Regions from separate parts of the Mus musculus genome. Here regions 2, 3, 4, 5, 6 and 7 are each linked to region 1. Evidence: chromatin contacts called from public promoter capture Hi-C data. All regions are on one chromosome and are shown on one strand. Each heading gives the region's core, a stretch centred on a gene start, on an enhancer-like site or on the middle of the called end of the contact. The rest is flanking DNA. Distances are from core to core; before and after follow the strand shown. Region 1 holds the start of Iah1 (isoamyl acetate-hydrolyzing esterase 1 homolog). Region 2 holds the start of Greb1 (gene regulated by estrogen in breast cancer protein). Region 3 holds the start of Pqlc3 (PQ loop repeat containing). Region 4 holds the start of Pdia6 (protein disulfide isomerase associated 6). Region 5 holds the start of Atp6v1c2 (ATPase, H+ transporting, lysosomal V1 subunit C2). Region 6 holds the start of Nol10 (nucleolar protein 10). Region 7 holds the start of Kidins220 (kinase D-interacting substrate 220).

Region 1 (2,539 bases), core at 23-2,522:
ACAGAACGTTAGGAACCCACTAACAGGCTGGTTTGAAAGGTTCCAGGAAGGCAGAGCAGCCAATACAAGTGCTGCTGGTTCCCATGTGGTAGAAACTCGATTTTGTTGAACCTGAATTCCTTTCCTTTAACATGTATCCAGGAGGGGAAAGCTAGCAGATAAAAGCCTCCACCATTCACTCTGACTATGCTTCCCACCAGAAAGTAGCCAAGTACAATCTAGGAACTGTTCTTACCTGACTAGTCTGTCAGCCAGCAACGAGCCCCATCCACCCTGCTGGAAAGAAAACTGAAGAAAGAAGTCTGTTACTACCCACACAGCTATACACTATGGCATGGTGGTGGGCCAGGCCTGTTAGATGCAGACTCCGTTTAGACACTCCCAGGCTTCTTTCTTGCCTTCCTTGCTTGGGAAGGTATTTTGAGAATTACTGTGGCTTCACTTGGAAACTCTCTGGACATGAGAGGGTTTTACTGTGACCTAACATTAGAGACATTCGTTATCTGAACAGCAGAAAGCTCAACTATGTTGAGTCAGCTGACATAATGTTATCCCATTTCTCCACAGCTGAAAACTAAGGAAGCCTATGCTCTATTGATTTCCCTGACAGTCATGGCAATCCTCCAGCAGTATTGCGCCATCTCGCCCACTCACAAAAACTTAATGCCCAATATCTAAAAACAATGTTGCCAATTACTAGGGAAAGCCAAGCCCGCGTACGAGTAAATTGTGGAGAAGCGTCTTTTTTTGTTTTGTTTTGTTTTTTAATCTCCCTGAAGGAAGGCATCTTGAAGAATTTCCTCAATCGGGAACTATATGTTTTCAGATAGGGTTACTTTTTCATGCTGTTGAAAGCATTGTTTTCAAAAACCACTTGGTACTGGACCTAAGCCGCTTGAGGAAGAGAGGAGTGAACTAGTCGGTTCAAAGTTCAAAGTAGCTTCGGTGAAGAACCCGCAGGAGGTTGCAACCAAGCGAAGGCGGACCCTTTAAGCTCCCGTGCACCCCGACGCGCACCGGGCCATCCAGAGTCCGGGGGAGTCGGGCAGCTCGGGATCCGTACCGGCTCGCGGAGCACGGTGGGGTGGGGGAGAACCGCGCCTGGACTGCTCCGACACGCACGCGGATGCAGCCGAGGGTGCGGCGGGTACCTGCGTGATGGAGTCCCCGAAGAGCAACACGCGAGGCCAGAGCAGAGCGCTCCCGCTAGCAGCTCGCTCGCACAGCGACATGGTAGAAAGCCCAAAACCCCGCAGGGCTGCGCCGGATGTGGAGGAGCCTCGCGCCGTGGGCGGAGCTAGCTGCGGGCGGGGCTAGCCGTGGGCGGGGTGAGCCCCAGATCAAACCTCTTTGCACTCAGGTCTCCTGAAGCGAGTGTCCCCGGCCGGGTGAGTCCTGCCACCGGTTCACCCCAACCCCGCCTCTCCGAGACTGGGGATAGCTGTGGTGCTTGGAAATCTCGTTTTTAGCAGGAGCACTCGTCCATTTTTGGCCATGCCCAAGTGGAGGATTTCCTCTTCCAGTACTGGACTTGATGGGCACAGTAAAAGATAGAGGTGTCTAGGGACCCTCACTGTAGACCGCCTGACTTCACGGTATCACATGCCCCAGCTATTAAAAGGAAATTTCTAGTTTTATGTAATAAATTTTTGTATGTTATGGGGGCCCTAGGCTTTTGGTATAGGCCAAAAACATGGGAATTTGGCTGTTTTATAGAAATTTCATTTTAAGGAAGTCAGATTTACACTGTTAGCAAAGCACCGGAGCGTTTACACACCCAAGAGGGTAGGTAGACAAGACAGGCTACATGGGCGAAGTTCTTTGCCTTGATAGTGTGCTCTGAAGGAGAAGCACTCCCTTGAGAAGGGTGACAATCCCAGCAAGGAACTGAAGTGTTGCTATTTTACATAGATAGCAAACCTGGCCTCCAGGTTCTTTCAGCATCGCTGCTCAGCCCCTACCTGGTACCCTGCCCCCAACCCTGGACTGTCCAGCACAGGGGCTGGACTCTTCTGTAGTAGTCAATGAACTTTTTTTTTTAAGATTTGTTTATGTATATGAGTACGCTGTTCAGATGGTTGTGATTGTTGGGAATTGAATTTAGGACCTCTGCTTGCTCTGGTCCAGCCCCAAGACTTATTTATTACTATATGTAAGTACACTGTAGCCATCTTCAGACAGCAGATCTCATAACGGGTGGTTGTGAGCCACCATGTGGTTGCTGGGATTTGAACTCAGACCTTCAGAAGAGCAGTCAGTGGTCTTACCCGCTGAGCCATCTTGACAGCCCTGGGACCAGTGAACTTGATGGCCCAACAAACCTGCGTTTTTTATGTACTTGAATCTGGCTTGAACTGACTAATTTTAACATCAGAGAAACATCACTGAGCTCCACCCACTTTCTCCTTGGTCTGAATTTTATGTCCTTTAGAAAACCAGACTAATGAACTAACTCACACTACATCTGAGGCATAAAACCCCATCTCTGAATTGAACATGTAGATCCCATAACAGATGAGTCCTAAAAGTGGTGGTTTTA
Region 2 (2,539 bases), core at 22-2,521, 4.5 Mb after region 1:
GTCTCATTTCCTGGAGAGCTGACTTTACAGGCATGGGCCACCAAGCTTGACTTATATTTATGTATGGCTGGGGAACTCACCCCATCCTAGGCAATCAGTCTATCGACAGGACTACTTCTTGAATAATTTCATTACACAAACATCTGCAGTCAGTTAGGCTTGGCTAGGTCTTAGGCACGGGGCTCATCATGTTAACTGTTCCTAGTCTCGACTGTGCTTGGAATAGTTCCTAATTAGAATAGGAAGTTGATGCCCCTGCCATTAGGAAAGTGGGGATAGGAGAGCATTCCTCAACCTGCCCATTTTGTGGGAGATTGATGCTTATTCTCCTATTGTCTCCTGCTCCTAGTCAGACAGGCTCCCTGTTTTTCTAGGACCTTTGGCTGTGAGGCTGGCTCAAGCGCTCTGCTGTTGTTGTTGTTGTTATTATTATTCGATGTGTGTTGCAGTTTGGGGAACAGAGGACAGCTTGCAGCAGTTGCTTCTTACCTTTCCTCAAGTGAGTAACTAGGATCCAACACAGGGGTTCAGTTTTTGGCTGCAAGCTCCTGTACCCACTTAGCATCTCGCTAGCATGGCTGGGGTTCTTGAATGGCAGGAGGGTACAAGGTGCTCGGGATGTCTCTGGCAAGTTCTAAACACACAGGGATTTCCAGAAGAGGGAGGAGCAGGAGGAGGAGGAGGAGGAGGAGGAGGAGGAAGAAGGAGGAGGAGGAGGAGGAGGAGGAGGAGGAAGCTTTGATGACCATGGGTTCCTTCTGTGGTCTGGCTCCCTCAATTTCCCCCACTTTCTCTGCTGGCTGCTCGCAGCCACCTCTGTGTTACAGGGGCCAGAAAGGTTTGCACCGGCAAGTGCAGGTTTGCTCCTTCCCTCCAGTGCTCATCCTTCTGACCCACTCTCGCATCAGGGAAAGTTCTGGCTCCACCCGCTAGTATTAGGGGTTCCAGGCTCTTCCTCTGCTGATGTTAGGCAACTTCCTTATTGTAGGGCGTTCATCAATCTCCACTGTTGGGGGCCTAAGTCCCCTACCTCTGTCGGCTTGAACTGCAGGGGTATTGTCCTGCGGTCCACAGACACGCCCTGCGCCGGGTGGAGACATCTGGGAGGGGGGGGGGGTCTTGCTCACTGGTTCGTCCTCCCAACCCCACCTCCTCTTCGGGCATTTGTGGCCAAGCAACAAATGACCTCTGTCCCCGGAGGCTTCCGACTTCCGCGCGGACCCCTCCCAAACCGGGAACCCCGTGAGAACCCAGCGAGGCGGTGGGTGCCTGCAGCGGGGACGGGACGGGGCAAGCCAATCTCCTGTGCCTACACCTGGACGGAGCCGGAGCCGGAGCAGCAGTCCCAGCTCAGGTCTCCCCTTGCCGCCCCCCCCCCCCGCCCCCCAATCACGGTGGCCCGCAAGACCCGGACGGGCGGACTCTCAGGCTCCGCGGCTCCGGGCTTTGCGCAGCGCCGGCTCCGGTAGCGCGGGCTCCGAGGACGCCGGATGAGGACAAAGGGCGCGAGGTGAGGGTGGCCGCAGGGCTGGGGGTCTTGCGCCAAGGGGTGTGGGAGGTGTCCATGTCAGTGTGTGCGCGTGTGTGTGAGTGAGTGAGAGAGCCATCTAGAGCCACAGCCAGAACGAGCCAGAGCGCTCCTGGCACATGGTGAAGGCTTCGGCTGCGTAGGTAAGAACTTTAGGAAAAAGACAGCACTGCTCCAGGTTGTGTACACCGCGGCTCCGTTTTGGGGAGGCTGTTTGCCGCCCGCTGCCCCCCGGGGGTGGTGGCAGCCGCGTCTTCTGCAGCACGTGGGACAAGGGAGAAATGGGACTTCTTCCCAGAGTGGCCAGCCTGTGAAAGGCTGGTGGCTGTGGTGATCATTGGTTGAGTTTGGTTATTGGATCTCCGTTGGGAGCCACAAACAAAGGCTACTGGCTGAAGTCCAAGAAAGTGTGTGTGTGTGTGTGTGTGTGTGTGTGTGTGCGCGCGCACACACACACACACACACACACACACACACACACACGCGTCCGCCAGCCCACCAGTGATCAGGGTTAGGGTTGTGGAGGAAGGCCAGGAGACACTCCATGCAGAGAGACACTGGGCCATTTGCTGTCAAACCTCATTTAATCCTTGGTCCTGAGGAGCAACCAAAAGAAATTACCTATTTTATAGACTGAAGTTTTTCTTGAATCAACTTTTATTATAGAGTCAAGTGTTGCCCCAGGGCTTGAAATGCTGTTTTATTAGCCCTTTAAAACCATGAATGTGTAAATTTAACCAAATAAACACCCATTTAGTCCCATCAAGGACAATCTTTTGCCTTTAACAATGGGCGTCACACAAGATGATTCTGAACTTAGTCTCAAAAAGACGTGTGCAGGTCTGAGTTTGCATTGCTTGGTGGGCTGATGTTGCTGGGAGTTTTAATTTAGAGTCCATCTCGGTTTTCTTAGTTTCTTTACGCCCCCCCCCAACCTCCCACGCTGAACTTTGGCTCATTTAAAGTTTACAGTAGGATCTGTGACTTTTGGTTATCCCGCAACATTTGCTT
Region 3 (2,539 bases), core at 24-2,523, 4.3 Mb after region 1:
CTCCCCCTCCCCCAAAGCTACTGTTTACAGTTTATAAGCACTACAGGAGAGGGACCTCATGACACTCCCACTACACTCACCTTCCAAGGGTGTGCTATGGGCCCTGAGCTCTCCAGCCAGCGATCAGTTGCCCTCATATGAGAGAGAGCATGGACCCAACCGAGGGGAAACAGCAGCAACATCCCCTATCAATAGTCATCTACCAACTCCTTTGAGGACCTGAATTAGATCCCCAGAATCCACCTTAAAAAGGGAAAGTGGGGGGGGGGCGGTACACAGTCCTGGAGGAATGACACTTGAGGTTGTCCATTTGTTTACACAAGCACTCAATCACAGACTCGCACACATGCCAACAACAACAAAACCTAATAAAAATAAAAAGAGGAGGGAAGGTTGGAAAGAGTGGGCTCTCAGAGGGTACGATGGAACAAGCTTGTAATCCCAGCATTTGCCAAAAGAAGGTAGGAAAAAGCCAACATGGGTCGCGTGATCCTGTCTCAAACCACAAGGTCAACGGCCTGGTGCAGTGGCACACACTAGAAATCTTAGCACTTGGAAAGCGGAAGCAGGTGGATCCGAGGTTGAAGGCTGGCTTAGGCCACACACACACACACACACACACACACACACACACACACACACACACACACAGAGGGAGAGAGAAAGAGAGAGGGAGAGAGAGAGAGTTAGTTAGTTAGTTAGTTAGTTAGTTAGTTAGTTAGTTCAAGGCCAATTTGCATGAGAAAACAGGAAAATGAGCCTATGGGTGAATGTCCTGGTGTGTGTGTGTGTGTCCTGGTGTGTGTGTGTGTGTGTGTGTGTGTGTGTGTGTGTGTGTGTGTGTGTGTGTGTGTGTGTGTGTGTGTGTGTGTGTAGGCCCTGGGCCCACCTAACCCCGGAGAAGGCTAGTCTGTTCGGGCGTTTCCACTCTGCGAGGAGGAGCACCCTTGGGTGGAACCCGGAAAGTGAATCAGCAGTTGGCAGTGCCTGACAGGGCAGGGCAGAACCACCGCCCTGGGGTCTGGAAGGACCGGGAGCAGAGCAGACTCCAGGCAGTGCGCACACAGGGCAGGACAGAACCACCGCCCTGGAGTCTGGAAGGACCGGGAGCACAGCAGACACAGGGCAGGGAGCATCCCGAGCCAAGCCAACTCCGAGCTGGGTGCGCTAGGAGCGGAGCAGACTGGGGCGGGGTGCGCTCCGAGCGGAGCAGACTCTGGGCGGGGCGCACGGGCGCGGAACAGACTAAAGGGGTAGGGAGCATCTTGAGTGGAGCAGACTCGGGGCGGAGCGCACTTGCTGCACAGCAGCTCGGGGCGTGATCAGGGCGGGACCCGGCCGGCGGCAAGGCGGAAGGACTTTTTGGACTTTGAGCCTCCGGTTCTCACCTATAAGATCCTGAACCCCCCTGGCCCGGCACGTCCGAGATTGCAGAATGGAGGCCGGACTGCTATGGTTCTGCAACTGGAGCACGCTGGGCGTCTGCGCCGCACTCAAGCTGCCGCAGATTTACGCGCAGCTGGCGGCGCGCAGCGCGCGGGGCATCAGCCTCCCTAGTTTACTTTTGGAGCTGGCGGGGTAAGGTCCCGGGAGGCCTGCGAGGAATTGGGAGTCCGGGAAACCAAGGGTTAACTCGGGGGCTCGGGGCTAGGAGGTGCTTACCCGGGGCGCTCCCACCCACCTCCCCTGCTTCTTCCCAAATTCCACGATTTGCCTGAGCATGCCCATTTTACAAATTCAGCGAAGATGGGGAACTTGAGTAGACGTTTGAAAATTGAGCTGGGGTCCAACGGGTAGGGATGGCCTGTGACTGCTGCAGGAGCCAAGTTCTCAATAGCCTTGGCTATGTAGTAGAGTAAGGGGCAAAGTTGTAAAACTTTGGTTGGAAAAAGCAAACGGAAAACACACCCCTAAGTCCTGTGATCTTGCACCAGGCTGAGCCCTCTCGGTTTGACACTAGCCTCACCCCACGGTCACCCATTGGTCCTGTGTCCATTCAGTGGGGCGCGCCCATCTATAGAGTTGGGGAAGGGGTGCGGTGCTTCAAGGTGTACCTTTCCAGGGACGCTTGATGGTAGGCGGGGCTCTGAAGGGTCTCTGGCCCGTAAGGCTGCACAGTACAAGAGTATGTGAATTTCAGAGAAGGGAGAAGGCTGTCAGGGTGAGAGGTAAGGCAACAGACAGACTGGAGGATGCAAAAGTGACAGTCTGGCTGTGGCAGAGGATGCGGGTGTGAAGTCAGGAGAGCTATTTGACCTCTGGTTTGCTAAATTCTTCATAGGCATCTGAAGCTGAGGCTTCAGGATGCAGGACTGAATAGAAAGCTCAGGGATGCCTACAGAGTGCCAGCCCAACGTCTCCTATTCTGCTTGTAGCTAACTCTTTGCTGCCTGGCTTTAAATTCGTAAACTCAACCAGAGATGGTCTCAAATCCAACAGCTGACTCCAGTAGAAAACAGCTCTGGCCATGGAATGTTCCCCGGGATCTGGAAGGGTCTTGCAGTAGGTCGTGCTGTAAATAGCAGGCTCTTTCTGGAAC
Region 4 (2,539 bases), core at 17-2,516, 4.0 Mb after region 1:
GCATGGAGCCTCCATCCCTGTGGGAGCCTGCAGAGAACATGTTGCTCCCCTGATGCCCTAATGGCCAAGAGAAGTGGAACCACCCAGTTCTGCCTCAGCCTACCAACTGATGGCTCTAAGATGATCTAACAGGGTTAGGAAGAATCAAATACACTGTTCCTTGCACTTGCTCTCCAAGCAACAGCCCCACCCCCACCCGGGGTGGTGGTGGTGGTTTACTATGGCTGAATAGGTCAATGCTGACCCATCAAATCCTGCTTCTAAAATTCACATGGCCACTCTACACAGTGATAATGAGCACCACCGGGAAAAAAAGAACTCCCAGGGTCCACAATCTATGCGTGCAGATGGTTTTGCCATCTGTGGCTTCCCATTCAATCTCTGTAGCAGTTAAGGGTGTTATAAATTCACACCAGTAACATTTCTGCCTGGCAGCCGCTGGCAGCAGGGTAGCCAAAAAAAAGGCTGACTACCTTATTAAAATAATGAGTTAATTGATAGAATCACTTTTTCACAGGCACTCACTGGAAAACCAAAGATTAAATCTTTCCCTCTCATCTGCTCTCTACAGTAACCCAGAAAGTAGTATTTTTCTTGCTTACTCTCTTTAAATATGTACTATAGCTCATGGGGCGAACACGGTTGAAAAAAGCTGGCAGAGCAGTGAGAAAATATGCTCCGGGTCTCAACTAGTAAATGGAGGGAGAAGTGGTGTAGGGATCCACCTCCCTCTCCTACTTTCTAGCCAGGATCAGCTGAGTTAACTAATGTCAAAAACTATAGGCCCATTTACAAGGACAGCCGGGAGATGAGGGCCCCTCAGATTCGCCCACGAGTCGCTAAACATCATTCCCGGACACCTGGGTGGACGACCAAAGGCATTTTAAGTGCTCAGGAGTTGTGAGGCCTTGGTCAGTGGGCACTGCCCACTTCTAAGACACCTTCGGGACAGGCCTCTGCTATCTGCCTATAAAAGTGAAGGCTGAGCTGGACCGGAGGCGGACCGCACTCGTGGGGAGCAGAGGCTGCAAGTCTCCGACTCCCCGGGGCCTCCCGTAGTGGGCCCGACCTGGCCTCTCCCACCCAGCTCGCCGCGAAGTCCCCAGGCAGGCCCGGCAACTCGTCCCTCCACTCGGCCCTGCTTCGCGGCCCCGGCCCTTCAGGCTGCCTCCGACCGGCTTCCCACCACAGGCCCGCGCTTACCGAGCACCAGGCGAGCCATGCCGATCACCCGCATTCTGTCCGTGCCGCCGCTGCCTCGGCTCTGCCGCGCCCACGTCCCGCCCTCGGCTTCTAGCGGGCGGTGCGCCGGCGCGCGGAGGCGGGCCGGAAGGGCTCGCCACGCCGTGGCCGCCTTTCATTGGTCTCTGTGGACTTCGCTCATGTGCGTGGCCAATTGAAAGCGGCCGGGTAGAGGTTACCGGTTTGTTTTTTTTTCCTCGGGGGTGGGGGCGAGCGGAGTAGCGGAGCGGGGCGGGGCAGGGCGAGGATGGGCGGGGAATGAAGGGGCGGGGTCAGGGGACCTCCGGCCCTGTTCCTGCGGGGTACCCCTTGTTCCCCTAATTTTTTTCTGAGTTAACTGAAACAAAACAAAAAACCCAGGACTAAGGGGTCCTCATTTCTTCCTGGCTTTCATTCTTTTTCCTCTTTGCCTCTCTCGTGGCCCCTTCCAGCTCTCATTCCTTGAACTGTCCCTTTATGTCGGGAGAATAGTCCTAAGACTTCAGTGTGTTTGGGACCTTATTTATTCTTTTGTTCGCGGACTCAGCATTCAGTGAAAACCATTTGCCAAACTTATTCTGTATATAGTATCATTCCAAACTTTATTTTGTTAAATTGATTGCAAAGCCTTGTTCACTCATGTGCCCCTAGACCCTCAGAGTATAAACTGCGGGGTTTATCGTTCTTGGCTCTGGGGGTGAGGGCTAAAATGTATTGCTTTGCAATATTTACAAAGGTGTTTAAGGCTAACAGAGTGAGACACAATAGAAAAATAATGGCAGGGGATGCCTTTCTGTTGGTGTGCTTGAGTAACATGCGTGAAGCCCTGGCTAGGATCCCTAGCACCACAGAAACACAGCATGGTGACTATGGTGGCTAGTTTTATGGCAACTTGACTCAAGCTAGAGGAAACCTCAAAAACAACAAAAAAAAAAGCTTCTATAAGATCCAACAGTAGGACATTTTCTCAATTAGTGATTGAAAGGGCCCAGCCCATTGTGAGTGGTGCGGTCCCCGGACTTGCGGTCCTAGGTTCTATAAGAAAGCAGGTTGAGGGTAAGTCCTGAGCAGCGCGTCAGTAAGCCACATCTCTCCGTGGCCTCTACTTCAGCTCCTGCCTCCGGGTTCCCATCCTGTTTGCCTTCCTGCCCTGACTTTCTTGAATAATCAACATGGAAGGATAAACCAAACCCTTTCCTCCCCAAGTTGCTTTGGTCATGGTGTTTCATCACAGCTACAGTAACCCCAACTAAGACAGTAACACACCTGTAGTGCCAGCGCTAAAGAAAAGGAAGCAAGAGAATTAGGGGTTCAAGGC
Region 5 (2,539 bases), core at 16-2,515, 4.0 Mb after region 1:
CTGCCTTCCAAGTGCTGGAATTAAAGAGATCTATCAATCTGTCTGGTGCGTGCGTGTGTGTGTGTGTGTGTGTGTGTGTGTGTGTGTGTGTGTGTGTGTGTGTGTGTGTGATGTGCAGCCCCCCCCCCCAGGCACCTCTGTAGAAATCAAAGGATAATTTTTGGGAGTCAGTTCTCTCTTTCCACTATGTGGGGTCCTGAGATCAAATTCAGATTGTCAGGTTTGGTAGCAAGCACTTTTTTTTATCTCATGACTTCACTTTCTGATTACAGGTAAAATATGTACTTAAGCTTGGTCTTAGTAGAACCTATATTTATCTATCAGTCAGTCTGTCTGTCTGTCTACCTATCATCTATCTATCTGCCTACCTACCTGTCTATTCATCCATCCACCTACCTATCTATCACCTATCTATCTATCTGCCTGCCTACCTATCTACCTACCTACCTACTTACCTACCCATCTGTCTGTCTAATTTCGCTGGGAACCAAAATGAACGTTGGGCTGGGCTAGTAAGAGCTCATTAGTCACACTGAACGCCTATGCAACTTTTTTCCATATTATTTTTTCTGTCCTAGGGCTGGAACCCAGGGCCTTGCACCTGCTAGGCACGCAGTCCACCTCAATTATGTCCCTCAGCACGACTTCAGCAGCTTTAAATCCCCTCTGTGTGGGTGGGGAGAGATGGGTGTTTCCTGGGCAACCAGGGGCAAGCTGGCACCCACGCAGACTGTAGAGAAGCCTCTCCTCCCTGCAGGTGTGTGTGTTTGTGTGTTGGAAAACATCTGTGAACCTGTTGCGCTGCTTTCCGTGGGTCAACCCGGTCTCTCATGCATGGACTTCGGATACTCCCTGGAGCAGGTGAATCCTTGGAGACAGGGCCGGGCCGCGGTGAAGTGGGAATGGGAGGCTGCAGCTGGGGGACCCTCCTTCTGAGAATCCTGTCTTGTTGCTGCCTCACGGAGGTGGCTCTACTAGCGCCCGGTATTTCTGTTCTGCGGATGGAGATCGGGTCAGGCTCCCAGCTACCACCAACTCCGGGCTAAACCCACGCGCAGAAGGGATCAGGGCCCCCCTGCATCTACTTGTATCCCCTCTGTACCCTGCCTGCATAGTGTCTTTCCGGAGCTTGAGCTTGGGTCCACAGCAGCGCCACACCGACACGGACATCAAGGGAGGCGGGCAGCCCGTATGCAAATATCAGAGGGGCCCAGGATTGCCCCTCCCGCTGGGATAAAAGGCGGGGCGGGGCGCGCACCGGACCATAGAAGCCGCTGCCTCCCGGGAGCCGGCCGTGCGCTCCCGCGGAGCCTCCCGCACGGTGTCCCCGCGTGTCTTCTACAGCTCAGTCTTCCGTCGCTCCTGGTAAGGACTCGAAGCCGAGCTGCGACAAGGATCAGGGGTGGGGAGGGAGCTGTCGAGGCCGCAACGAACAAGGGGCGACACGCGTTCCCTCGGTCGAATCCGTACTTCCGTGGGTCCTCGTGGTCCGGGTGTGCACTTTCTCAATGGGAACATGGGAAACCGGCGCCCACACCGCACTCTCCCTGGCTTGGCAGGTGGCATCTCCCCAGGAGCTGCTCACTGGCCAGTTTGTCCCCAGGCGATATTCACTCAGGTCGGAAAGAACAGCATTTGGTTTGTGCAAGGTTAGCAGGGACCGGGATAGGCAGGGTCTCAGGTCCCTATGAGATGGTGAGATGGAAGGAGAGAAGAAAAGGACTCAGTGGGGGTACCCGTTATCCCGCGGCGATTCTCCAGTTTTCTGCAGATGTCTCAGGATGGGATGCACCAGGGAGGTGACAGGCACGGAGGGGAAAGGTGCAGGTGTGCACATATTTGAATGAGCAGAACAGATCTAGGCCCCTACACCGGCTATGGAAATGTAACTGCTGGTCTGTCGGCCCAGGAAGCTACCTGGTCCTACCAAGACCTATCTCCCTCAGCAGAAGACTCCAGCAGCCCTTTGAGGCACTTCTTTAAAGTTTGTTTCTAAAGCTAATTCCTGGCTTAAGATTGGCCAGCTGAGATCTGGGTTTGACCTGATGTTATACTGTGGAAAATCCCTTGTCTCCCACCTTCATCCACCCTTCCTGGATTCCATAAAGTACAACAAGCCAAGATGAGAAAAGATCCTCCAAAAGCCGTCTATGCTTAGCCTTCTGTCTGCCCATCTTAGAGCTGCTGTACACTGAAGCTGGGGAGTGCAAGGAACCAGTGTGGGCCAATCAAAGCCCCCTAGGGAGGGTAGGTGAGAGGTTTCCCTATGGCGGGGGCTTCCCTGGGGCACAGACATATTGCTTGGTGGCAAATGCATGTCCTTAAATGTCCTTAAAGCTGCTGAAAATGAACTAGAAGGTCAAGGAAGCCAGGCGTGACAAATGGAAAGAGTGGCAGGGCCCAGAGAGGATTAATTCTGAGGTAAGGAAAGGTGAAGTAGACACCAGACACATCTCTGCTCCTGTTTCTGTTTGTGTGCATTAGTCTTGGTGCCTGTCGGTAACTAGATAACCGGAAGACTTGCAAACATGTCTGAGTT
Region 6 (2,539 bases), core at 11-2,510, 4.0 Mb after region 1:
TCAGCGCCCTAAGCACTGGGATTATAAACGTGTCTCTTTGCCAGCCAAATGTATTTCTTACAAAGAATAGAAACAGACCTATGACTGGCCTAATAGACGACCCTGGATAAGAAGTGGTTTTTACCAGCACATTCACTGGAAGCTGATTTTCTTCTACAGGCAACAGTTGAATGAACAGCAACCAAAGCACTAGTCAGTTATCGTGACACTGAGTGGCTGGGTCTCTACCGGGACAATTTTGCTTCCCAGATGGCTTATGGCAAGTCTTTACATTTTAGTCTGTCATCACAATTGGATCTTGTAGGTATGGACCAGGGATGCTGGCAAACAACACTAGCAACAAGACTTGTCCAGCTTAAAACGTCAATAAATTTGAGGTTAAATGCCCCCAATAGAAAAAAAAATCCTTTCTAAAAGGGAAAAGTCAATGTACTATTCTTACTAGTTATGGCAAAATAATCTCTAAACATGTGAACTCACCTCCCTAGACCCTAAGTATACACCAAGGCAGTCTGCATTTGGAACAGGATGAGACTTTAAACAGACTAAGGGTGAGCCACAGTCCTCCTCTCTGCAGTCTGTGACTGTATTGCTCTGACTGTTTTCAGGCAATAAGGTTTTTAATTAAAGCACGTGAGAGTAGTTTCTAAACAGTTAGCACGTTCTTACACGTGAACCCAATGCAGGCAAAACAACGGTCTTGTCTTAGGGTTTTTATAGTGTGATAAAATACCATGACCAAACGCATCTTGGGGAGAAAAGAGTTTATTTCAGCCACACTTCTACATCACGGTCCATCACTGAAGAAACTCAAACAGGGCAAGAACCTGGAGGCAGGTGTTTATGCAAAAGCCATGGAGCAGTACTGTTTACTGGCTTGCTGGGCCTGCTTTCTTATAGAACCCAGAGCCATAGCCCAGGAACGGCACCACCAAGGGCTGAGCTCTTCCCCATCAATCATTAAGAAAGTGTCCTACAGCTAGATCTTATGGGGGCATTTTCTCAATTGAGATTCCCTCCTTCCAGTTAACTCTAGCTTGTGTCAAGTTGACATAAAACCAGCCACCACGGTCAGCCGATGGTAAGTTAGAGATACACGCTCCCAGGGCGATGGCGAGGGGGCGAGAACTCACCTCGGGAAGAGACTTGCCGCAGCTGAGGCTGTAAATCTTCACTTCGTTGAGGCTGGAGACCTGCATCGCAGCGCGGAGCAGCCGGAGCCCGGCACGCAGTCACAGAACGCCGGCCCACCCGAATACCCTAGCATCCAAACCCGAGGCGAACCGGCACAACGTGCGGGAACTGGCGCGAGCTGATGACGCACTTCCTGGCTCCGGAAGTGCGCGCTCACTAGGCTGCCCCAGGGCGGAGGCACTAGAGGCGGCAAGAGCGGGTCCGGGGAGATGTGCTCTGGGGTTGGAAAAAGCGAAAATGAAAAGAAAAATCGTACGAGAAAGCATGAGATGGGGAAGTGAGTTTGAACCTGATATCGTTTGAGACTAGAATGTGACAGTTATAACCACTTACCATTTTTAGGAAGTTCTGTTGTCCACATCAGAGGCCTTGGGATGACTTTCTAACAGCAGAGGACCCTCGCCAGTCTTTCTCTATATCCTCTTCCAAACACATTATGAAAAGACGAGTCTGGGAAAGAGAGAATGGTTAAGTAATGCTTTCTCCAAAGTCATGTGAAACCACTATCAAACCCTGGCTCCAGTCGACTCTTTGATAGGCACTTACGCTCTCATAGTCAGGGTCCACTCAAGCCCTCTCGGCAACTACGGTCGGGTGCTTTCATCTTCATTTGCCCCTGGGCCATGGCTCACTAGTTCCTGCTGGCTTTGCAAAGGCTTGTACTCTGGTGGAAGCCTTTTCTTTCTGAGCAGAGCGATCTGCTACAGAACTTTTCTGTGCTGTTTCTCTATCAAGTAGTGTTGGCACAGTCCCCGGACTCCCAGGTCTTAAGATGGTGCCATGTAGACACCACTCAGACCACCTTGTGCTGAGTTGCAGGTCCCTGTCAGCCCCTTAAAGTTCAAACAGCTGCTTCACTCCTTTCTGGGACGACTGATCTTTCCTCTGGGATCACCCATAGATGTGCTCAAGAATTTTTGACTTAGGTGATTGAAACAGTACCTTCTTGTGCTCGTATTCCAAATTAGACTGAGGAATTGCCAATTCCCAAGCGAGGCACAGTGACCCCCACCTAAAATTCTAGTGTCTAAAAGACTGAGACTGGAGAATTACCAAGGCCTGGATTACAGTCTCAACAAAAATAAATAAATAAATAAATGTATAAAGAGGTTAGAATCCCAAAACTTAGCGTGTAATATCTCAACTCAATCAAAAGTTATTTTGTGTCTTCAAAACTAGAAAATTCTCTGGCCTCCAGACCTTAGTTGTGATCTATTTATCACCACAATTGCCTGCCAGCACCATGACTGCCTACTTCTAAAACCAGCTTCCTTAATTCACTGTTCCACCATGCACTTTTTATTAGCTCAATGCTGTCTTCATAGTCACCTTGGCTAAATCTGTA
Region 7 (2,539 bases), core at 24-2,523, 3.7 Mb before region 1:
GCTACATATTAAGAAGACCAGGGAGGGAGAGGAAAAAAAGGAGAAGAGGGGGATGAAGGAGGAGGAGAAAAAGGAGGGAGGGAGGGAGGGAGGGAGGGAGGGAAGGAGGGAAGGTAGAAAAAAATGAAAAAGAGAAAAGAATTTATGGAAACGAGATGCCAAAGATAAATCTGGAAACCATTCTCAGAGTGTTTAAAAGGATTCTCAAACTGGTGTGCAATTATTTGTCTCCTGACCCAAATAGTCCCATTTTTGCAGGCCTGTGGTGAAGCTCAGAAACAAATTTTTAACAAGGACCCCCAAGTCGGTCTGATCAAGTTGACTGACTGTCGTTGTAAAGCTTGAGAACAAAGAACGCACCTTGCCACAGCATTTCCAGTCTTGGCTCTGAACCAGACACCCAACTGCCCTTAAAAATAGATTATGTGTCTTTTCCTTTTACTGTAGACGCTTTGTTTTTTCGTAGCGTCAAAAAGAGAGCGGGGGACTAACCCATCAGAATCACCTCCAAGAGGTTTTTCCTCAGCCACACCCCACACCAAGAAATGGGAAGCTCTGAAAAGCAAAACCGGTGCATTTTTAGCAAGCACCTCTAGGGGGCAGAGAGCTCCACAAACAGTTATTAATGAGAAAATGGTCTAAAATGGTTTAAACGTGAAGACAACCTAGGGAAAAAAAATGTATACAAATCCCCACAAAGCAAACATGGACGCGTTCTATTCGGGGGCTTGCGGGCATCTTGCAAGGCGTTTAAAAGCCTGCACAGGACAATGGGGGCAGTGGGTTCGGCAATTTAGCACAGAAGAAAACAACTTCTCCTCCCTGGAAAGCAAAGCAACCAAGAAGGTAAGGCTCAGGGGCACCGGCTGCGGGACTCACTAAGTGATGGGTGTGACAACAAGGAAAGCGGCCTGGGCCTGGAGTCAGTGCCCACGGGAGAACGCCGCACCGGAGCGCCTGCCTTCCGCGCTTGGCTGCACCGACCTCGCCCGACGCCCGGACGCCCCGCACCCAGCCTCCGATCCCGGCCCCCTCCCCCTCTCCGGTGCCACCGACAGACTCGTCTCCCTTTCCCCTCCCCCCTCCCCCAGCCTCGGACACTGTCGCTCTGCCTCACCCGACCTCTCCGCCTCCGCACTGACCGTGTCACGGCCTGGCCGAAGACGGCGCCCTCAGCTCTGCAGAACAGCGCCGCAGACCTTGTCAGAGGACAAGACGCCAAGAGCACACAGCTATGCCCGCACCACGCCCGGCGGCCATCTTCCTAGGAGTCAGGAACTGACAGGTCACGTGGTCGTGTGGTGGGCGGTGCTCCTTGTGGCCACGCCTCCTGGAGGGGGCAGTGTGGGAGGAGTTGCAGGTGCTGAAGTGGCTTGGACGCCCTTCCCTCTATTTTAAAGGAATGGAAACATTGCTTCTTTGCCTGGTTTGGCTTCAGATGGTTTGGGTTGGGTTAGGTTGGGTTGGGTTGGGTTGGTTTTGATACAGAGTCAAAGTCGCCCAAGCAGGCTTCAAACTTGCTATGTAGCCAAGAATGACCTTTACGCTCCCGATCCTCCTGCCTCCACCTCCCAGCTGACCCAGCTAAATTAGTGTATTTTTCACAGGTGCCCCAGGCAATATTTTTCCCTGTCATTCGCGCTTTTGAAAGTTAATTTATAACCCGTACCTGGCATTATAAGCAATAATTCAGAGAAATAAACAACAATTACAACTTTGGAAGCCATTGCCCACTTTGCAAATGAAAGTCGCTTAGTTCCTCCTTCCAGGGTCCAGAAGTCCGAAATCTGCCTTCTCCATCATCGGAAGAATGCACTGCCTCCGCAGACGTCCATACTGCCTCCTTCCAGCTGAGGACCCCCCGCCCCAACCCCCCAAGGCCCTTCCAGACTTTGCTCTTCCCACCTCTGCAGAAGTATCACCAAATGCTATTAACTGATCCCTGACCACCATCAGCAACCCCATCCTGGCAATATTCCCTTCAAAGGGCCTCCTGACACCCATTTCCTAGTCTTCTTCCAGGCATGGTACTCCTTCCCAGGTTCCACCTACCTTAATTAATTCAGAGTTCCAGAGTTCTGCCCACGGTCAGTCTCATCCCCAATATGGCCGATATTATAGGCTCCCTCCTGATCCATCTCCGGAAGTGAGTGGGACCCCCACAGGAAGTGGAAAGTTATCTCACATATCACCCCATACTGTCTAAGCAGTTCCTGTGTTAATCACTCAGATCTATTTTAAACCTTTTACTCCCCCATGGGCTGCCGACTCTCTCAACTCCTCTCCCTACCCAGAACTCTTCTTATCTGTCAGGACACTAAGCACTTCTCAGTTAAACTCTTCAGTACTGCCCCCCCCATCCGTGGAGCCCGTTCCCCACAGCACCTGGGAGTGAGGCTCTTGGAAGGCGTGCCCTCACAGACCTTGCCCTGTTCTGCCTGCCTTCCCCTTCAAACCCTGCCAGGGCAAACTGGCCAGTATTTTCTGCTAATAGACACACTGGGCTTCGTGGTACACACCTTTGCCCTCAGCACTCAGA

Evidence for each region. Promoter capture Hi-C pulls out the DNA fragments that hold promoters and counts their contacts.
Region 2: a promoter capture Hi-C map of pre-B cells shows a contact between it and region 1. The contact joins the promoter of Greb1 here to the promoter of Iah1 in region 1. A contact is called at or near these places in 2 of 39 promoter capture datasets (cranial neural crest and pre-B cells).
Region 3: a contact with region 1 is called in a promoter capture Hi-C map of pre-B cells. The contact joins the promoter of Pqlc3 here to the promoter of Iah1 in region 1. A contact is called at or near these places in 2 of 39 promoter capture datasets (cranial neural crest and pre-B cells).
Region 4: a contact with region 1 is called in a promoter capture Hi-C map of pre-B cells. The contact joins the promoter of Pdia6 here to the promoter of Iah1 in region 1. A contact is called at or near these places in 6 of 39 promoter capture datasets (cranial neural crest, embryonic stem cells, frontonasal cranial neural crest and 3 more).
Region 5: a contact with region 1 is called in a promoter capture Hi-C map of the HPC-7 cell line. The contact joins the promoter of Atp6v1c2 here to the promoter of Iah1 in region 1. A contact is called at or near these places in 6 of 39 promoter capture datasets (the HPC-7 cell line, cranial neural crest, frontonasal cranial neural crest and 3 more).
Region 6: a promoter capture Hi-C map of second pharyngeal arch cranial neural crest shows a contact between it and region 1. The contact joins the promoter of Nol10 here to the promoter of Iah1 in region 1. A contact is called at or near these places in 5 of 39 promoter capture datasets (cranial neural crest, frontonasal cranial neural crest, maxillary cranial neural crest and 2 more).
Region 7: a contact with region 1 is called in a promoter capture Hi-C map of pre-B cells. The contact joins the promoter of Kidins220 here to the promoter of Iah1 in region 1. A contact is called at or near these places in 2 of 39 promoter capture datasets (maxillary cranial neural crest and pre-B cells).

What each region holds. Positions count from the first base shown.
Region 1 is chr12:21,315,125-21,317,663 of GRCm38.p6, reverse strand. It overlaps Iah1 (isoamyl acetate-hydrolyzing esterase 1 homolog), which reads right to left and starts at 1,272. Exons shown (of 6, transcript NM_026347.3): 1 at 1,152-1,272; 2 at 236-288. The coding sequence starts at 1,232.
Region 2 is chr12:16,799,618-16,802,156 of GRCm38.p6, reverse strand. Greb1 (gene regulated by estrogen in breast cancer protein) reads left to right here and starts at 1,271. Exons shown (of 35, transcript NM_015764.4): 1 at 1,271-1,510.
Region 3 is chr12:16,998,852-17,001,390 of GRCm38.p6, reverse strand. It overlaps Pqlc3 (PQ loop repeat containing), which reads left to right and starts at 1,273. Exons shown (of 7, transcript NM_172574.2): 1 at 1,273-1,578. The coding sequence starts at 1,436.
Region 4 is chr12:17,265,316-17,267,854 of GRCm38.p6, reverse strand. It overlaps Pdia6 (protein disulfide isomerase associated 6), which reads right to left and starts at 1,266. Exons shown (of 13, transcript NM_027959.4): 1 at 1,204-1,266. The coding sequence starts at 1,222.
Region 5 is chr12:17,323,456-17,325,994 of GRCm38.p6, reverse strand. Atp6v1c2 (ATPase, H+ transporting, lysosomal V1 subunit C2) reads left to right here and starts at 1,265. Exons shown (of 14, transcript NM_133699.2): 1 at 1,265-1,365; 2 at 2,485-2,539. The coding sequence starts at 2,529.
Region 6 is chr12:17,347,214-17,349,752 of GRCm38.p6, reverse strand. It overlaps Nol10 (nucleolar protein 10), which reads right to left and starts at 1,260. Exons shown (of 21, transcript NM_001008421.1): 1 at 1,134-1,260. The coding sequence starts at 1,199. It overlaps Gm46336 (a long non-coding RNA gene), which reads left to right and starts at 1,351. Exons shown (of 2, transcript XR_001780553.2): 1 at 1,351-1,471.
Region 7 is chr12:24,973,666-24,976,204 of GRCm38.p6, reverse strand. It overlaps Kidins220 (kinase D-interacting substrate 220), which reads right to left and starts at 1,273. Exons shown (of 32, transcript NM_001081378.1): 1 at 1,143-1,273. It overlaps Gm36236 (a long non-coding RNA gene), which reads left to right and starts at 608. Exons shown (of 2, transcript XR_381341.3): 1 at 608-846; 2 at 1,092-2,539.